Linked DNA regions of Sus scrofa: region 1 is linked to region 2. Evidence: chromatin contacts called from public HiChIP or PLAC-seq data. All regions are on one chromosome and are shown on one strand. Each heading gives the region's core, a stretch centred on a gene start, on an enhancer-like site or on the middle of the called end of the contact. The rest is flanking DNA. Distances are from core to core; before and after follow the strand shown.

Evidence for each region. HiChIP or PLAC-seq counts read pairs in DNA pulled down with a chosen protein or histone mark.
Region 1: a contact with region 2 is called in an H3K27ac HiChIP or PLAC-seq map of skeletal muscle, with 4 times the contacts expected there. The contact joins the promoter of BHLHE41 here to the promoter of PPFIBP1 in region 2. A contact is called at or near these places in 1 of 47 Hi-C or Micro-C datasets (heart right ventricle) and 1 of 2 datasets of contacts at active chromatin or transcription factors (skeletal muscle).

The regions. Positions count from the first base shown.
Region 1 is chr5:47,686,319-47,689,118 of Sscrofa11.1, reverse strand. It overlaps BHLHE41 (class E basic helix-loop-helix protein 41), which reads right to left and starts at 1,457. Exons shown (of 5, transcript XM_003355541.4): 1 at 758-1,457; 2 at 550-613; 3 at 114-221. The coding sequence starts at 819.
Region 2 is chr5:46,221,416-46,224,462 of Sscrofa11.1, reverse strand. PPFIBP1 (liprin-beta-1) reads left to right here and starts at 1,569. Exons shown (of 28, transcript XM_021092144.1): 1 at 1,569-1,790.

The DNA of each region.
Region 1 (2,800 bases), core at 208-2,707, 1.5 Mb before region 2:
GCACAAGTTGTAAGGCATGTGATATTTACATTTTATTCTTATAACCCTGGGACTAGTACCAGGCTATTAACACACCCTTGGAGAGCAGCAAAGAATAAAAATGTGCATCTTACTGTCAACTTTAGATGTTCAGGCAGTAAGTCTTTCAGCTGAGCAATGCATTCATTAATTCGGTCTCTTCTTTTCTTTTCTATTAATCTGTGCGGTAATTTGTAGGTATCCTTAATACATGAGAGTCATGGAAGAGAGAAAACAATAAACTAAACATTCATTCACTGGATTTAACAATACCCTGCCATCCTCCCCCCAAAACATACTATGTGAGAAACTATGCCCAAGAAACCTCTTTCCTCTGGACTGTTCTGAAATGCAATTTAAATTCAGGTATGATGTTTAAACTCCCCCTGAGAGTATCCAGCAAACCACTTAAAATTCAGTTGGGGAAGCTCAAGATCTGTAATATATTTGCGGGCAGACTTCCCTGTTAAATCAATGGCCCTAATTAACTATCCAGGCAGGTTAAGAGGAACGTCGGAAACTTACACTTACCTTGCTATCGTCTCGCTTCATGCTCCTTTTGGGCTTACACATATACAAAGAGGAATAATCCAGTCTGCAAAATAGAAATCAGCATCAGGAACCCATTCCGAGAGGGGCTCTGCCCTCCCCGCTCCATACCACTTTCTGGAGAAGAAAAAAAAAAAAAAAAATCAAACTGAAGCCTAGACAGATATTCGCAAGGGTGCGTGCACCTTACCCTATAAAATCTCTATGTTCCAGTAACTGTCTTTCTTGCAAATGAGGAATTCCTTCGTCCATGTTCAATCGCTGTCCGTTTCCTCTGTTTCGATTTTTGGGGTTCTGTTCTATAATCTGTGGGACGGTAGCCCTGGGAGATCCTGGGGGGAATCTGTACGTCTCCAGTCTCTCTCTCTCTCTCCCTCTTCAGTGCAGTGTTGAAAGTGTGAAGCAGTTGGTCCCCCCCTCCCTCCGCGCTCGCTCTCTCGCACACACACGCACACACACGCACGCACACTCGCGCTGGCTCCACTGCGCTGGTAGTTTGCTCTCACTCCGGGCAGTGTTTGGCCACAGGGCACGCGCGTCGCCGGCCAGACCAGCACCCAGCTCACGTGCGGAACGTACCATCCGCGGTCCAGCCCGGAGGGGGGCGGGGGAGGAGGGGCCGGGCCAGGAGGGGGCGTCGGGAGAAGGCTGCTAGGGAAGGCGGACGGCGGGAGGGGGCGGGGACACCTGATCAGGGCCACCGGAAAGGAAAAACAACTTCAGCCAGGCTATTAAGCTTCCCCAAGGCAGCGCAGTCAGCTGGGGGAGTGGGAGGGGGCGCCCGGGGGTGCGGGGCAGCTTGGGCTTCCTCCGCTGGGAAGTGCGACTCCTTCAATCCGTCTGTCCTTACGGATAGGAACGTGAACGTGGCTTTTTACTTTTCCACAGACTGTGCTGTTGGTTTGGACCAGAGAAAGGAAAGAGAAAGAGAATTCGCGATGGGTCAACTTCAGTCCCGAAGGACAATTTGGAGACTTGTTTGCTTACGCTCAGTGGCCTGGGGGGACCCCTAGACCTGATTGGAGGTTGCCCCCAAAAGGGACAACATGAAATCTGCTCCCCGAGAGATTTAAGATAAGTGAAAATGTAGCCACTGGGTCAGAATGTCGCAATCCAAGTGTCTTTCTGCCCCACAGTGTCCAAACTTCCCGCAGCAGCCGGAATTGCGGTGCCACTAATCACAGCCACAGATGACGACGTTTGGGTTCTCAGGAGCTCCCTCAGGAACGCGGCGGGGAGGGAGGGGAATAGGATGGGGTGGCAAGAGAGGGGCTCCCGCGAAAAAGCAATGCAGCATTACCAATCGCCCGCTAAGCCCCGCCGCCCCTCTGCGCCTCGGGTGGCGCTGCGCACTTTCCCCGCCCCTCCCCCTTCGTGTGATAAGAGACGCCGGGAGTGTGCAGAGCCCACGTTTACTACCGCTGGTACCTCCAAAGCCTCCCTCCTTAATCCTGTCTCAAACGGGTACCAGCACAGGGCCAGCAACGTGATCCGACCTGCCGCTGCTGCCACATCACTGCACGGGGAACCCGCGCGCGCGTGTGCGCGTGCGCGCGCTTGCCCTGCAGCCTCGGTGCCCCGCTCGGGGAAAGCACAGGCCACCTCGAACCGGGCTACCTTTCCCCAGAGCCATCCCCGGAGCATGACTCACTGCTAGTGAGAGTTACCGGGAGGTGCCCGCAGTTGCGCACTGCCCCTGGTGCCTGGCGCAGCGGGCCGCAAGGGACATCGGAGACCGAGGGAAAGCGCGTCCTGCGGGATTCCCAGGTCTCCGGGCCCATTGCCCCCACTGGGTCTGCCAGGAGGGGATAGGGAGAATATATATTAATCTCTCTCCTATCTATCTATCTATCTATCTATCTATCTATCTATCTATCTATCTATCTATCTATCTATCTATCTATCTATCTACATAGATATCAAACCAAAAGTCTTTCCTGCCTGCATTCTCCTGGGTGATCCCCGAAATAGTCATTACTGCCACTGGCACGTGAACCAAGGCGAGAAGTACGCCGAATGCACGCGAACCCGGGCGCAGCAGGGACTTGGGGCCGTCGCTACGTGTCCCCCGGCCCGCCCCGCCGAGCGCGGGTTCCGGGGACGGATCTGGGTCGCGGGAAGCGGCGGCTGGAAGGAGGTCACGTGTCTGCGGGAGTCGTGCCTCTTCCCCGCCTCCAGGAGCCGCCGGGGCCGCGGCCGCGCTGCTGCAGTCTCCCGAGTCCTGGGCGGAGAC
Region 2 (3,047 bases), core at 320-2,819:
GGGGCCCTGATTTAGAGGGGAAGATGTTGATAGTAAAACCAAACACTGTTTTAGAAAATGCCTTTCAAAGTGGTGCATAGAAAGACTTAGAGTTGGAGGGAAATGGATTCAGAAATACAAGTCAGGAGCTTGGAATTTGTGTAGGTTTGACAAACAGCATCATGGTAAAAGAGCAGGTCTGTGAGCATTATCTGGGTCTTCAGATTTTTTTTTTTTTTTTTTTTTTTTTTAGCATGATAGTGTTGGAGTGAGTGTAGACTGTGGGCAATCACTACTTTAAAGAGAATAAATAGCTTCAGAGTCAAATGAACCTGGGTTTCAACCCCAGTCCTGGGTGTTCTGGAGCAATTTACTTACCTAAGCTTGCTGAGCCTTGGATTCCTTTAGGTTAAAATGAGGCTAATGACACTCACTTTACAGGATGGATGTGAAGATTGAAGTGAGACACAATGGTGGACTCTCTGCCTCCCTTCTACAATTTTTGGCAGGATGGTGAAATGTATGACGTGTCATCCATCAAAAAAACAAACAATAAAATCCAACAGGAAACCAATAATTCATTCATTGTAATTCCAGAAGATGATGGATAATATATCTATATATCATGTAAAGAGGGCCACTTTTCACCATTTAGTCCTGCCTTGCAAGCAGTTATTAGGCAAACTGAAAGACCCATTTCCTGGGAATCTTTCTGTTTTGTTGGCCGGGAGTATTATACTGCCTGATAGCTGTCAGCGTAAACGTTAGTTAATTCTTAATTGATTCCTCAGCCACTGCAATTGGTTCCATTCAACAGTAATTATTCTCCTGTGGCTTGCTGAACTCAATTGTGAGGTTCCCCCACCCCCATCCCCCTTCAATTGTGCATGGAAACAGCAGCCTTAAGATCTTTAAAAAGGTAAATAGTAATTGTTCTTCAGAGGTTCAATTTTATTTGCCTGGAAGCTCGTGTGCTGGGTTTCCATCGCTAAAAGCAAAAGCCGCCGCATGGTGGATAACACCCCCGGTTAACAACCCAGAGCTGGGTCGCGGTTTCTAGGATTCTCCTTCACATCTTCCCGAAGTGCTTTTGAAGTTCTAAATTTCCCGTCTAAGGGAACGCCCAGCCGTCCCAAGATAAAAGGGTTAGCAGAGGGAGCTGGCGTTTTCCTTTATTTGCCTGACTTCAAGCTAGCCATTTTCTGCTCCACGCGCCGCCGGACTCGGACTTGCCCGTGACACAGAGGCGACTGTTTTTCCTTCAAAAGGGGGCTTGGGTGGGTTAGTTTCGTTTCCGACCTGGGAGAGGGTAAATGCGCCAAGAAAAGTTTAAAACGCCACCCGCAAGGATCTTCCTCGTACCATTATTCTCCCTCCCTTAGAGATAGCAGGAAAGGCAGCATTTTTTTTCCATCAACACCCACTTCCAGCCCTTGCCGGGCTCAGCGAGGAATGTGTAAAATTAGTGGGCTCCTCTGACTGACAGCCCGCGGGCCCAATCAGCGCGAGCGGGGGCGCGCCAACGCCCCCCCGGCGTCCTCTCTTTGGCTAATTTCTGCGGGGAGGGAGGCGGGCGGGCGGGCGCGAGGGAGGGGAGGTACCTGGAACTGGGAGTGATGTCAGCTCCCAGCTCGGTGCCTGCCCGGATTCCTGACATGGTGTAGGGCCGAGAGGGTGGGGAAGGCGGGAGCCGGCCGGGAGAGGACTCGGAGTGGCCAGACTGCCGTGGGGGCAGAGGGCCGGCGCTTTGAACTCCGAGCGAAGGTGAACCAGAACTTTTGCAACTCGTGCGGGCGGCTCTCCTCCCCCAGGTAAGGGCGTTTGTCCTCTCTTGGGGACCGGCAAGCAGTGGCACCGTTGTGTGGTTGTAGCTGCTCCTCCTTTTCCCCACTCGATTTCCTTTTCCAGCTCACTCCTCTCTCCCAGCTCACTCCTCTCTCCCAGTGGGAACCCACACTTTTTGCGGGGTGCGGTAGGGCTTAACAACTGGGGCTCTCAACTAGTTTGTATGGGAAAAATACCTCCGGAATTCGACATGTAAAATCTTGACTGTGTCCTTAAACCCCCCACACCCTAGTCTTCTAATAATACTTGAGAACCCCGATCAGAGGAGTGGTGTGTGTGTGTGTGTGTGTGTGTGTGTGTGTGTGTGTGTGTGTGTGTGTGTGTAGGGGTGTTCTTTTAAAATGTCACTAAAAGTTTATGAAATATGGACTCAAACATTATGCTCTTTGAGAGAGGAGAAAAGTTTTGTATTTTTTTGGTTCTCCTGTGGCCTATTATGCGTTGCTTTAAATGAAAGACTGTCATTGTTATGTTTATATATTCTTACATAATAACATAAAAAATCCTTTTCCATAGTCAAGATTTGAGGAATTCATTTGGGGTGTGGGAAATTCATTGAGCCTGTGGGAAAACCGGTCTCTTGGGGGCACACTTCAACGCCAACTCGTTTTCATTCTTACATTTTAGCGGAGAATCCCATGGCTTGCCAACTTTGTGATCTGGAGGGGTTAGGAAGGCTGCCGAGAACCTTTGGATCTGTCTTCTGTGGATTGCTTGAGAGAAAGATGAGGGCTGGTAGTTGTTTTCATGGATCCTTTTTAGAGAAGGGAGTTTTTACAGGGAAATGTGGCAGAAGGCGTGGCATACAAACTCTTAATTATAGGAACATGAATTTTCCAACATGTGGGACCAAAACAAATCCTTCCTTTCAATAAGAAGTGCAGAGAGCAATAGATGAAGAACCTGATTGAGTGTCTAAGTTTGGTATTTAGGGAAAGCAATGGCCTGTCGAGAGCTAAAGGGTATTTTGACAAGTGGAAGTGTAGAATTCTGATTTTTGCTTATTTGTGGTTTCAAACCCTTTCTATTTCTTGCTTGGAGATTTTGTGTGCCCAGGTCCTACAGTTGTTTTCTGGTGAAAAAAATTAACTCCATAAACTGATTCAGGATCCTCACTCATCATCGCTGAAGGCTCTTTCTTTTGGAGAAGGAAAGAGAGTGTCTGCGCTGAGACTCCTGAGTCAGGTTTCCCTTTGCTTTTACCAGAGTTCCTCAGCAGTGAG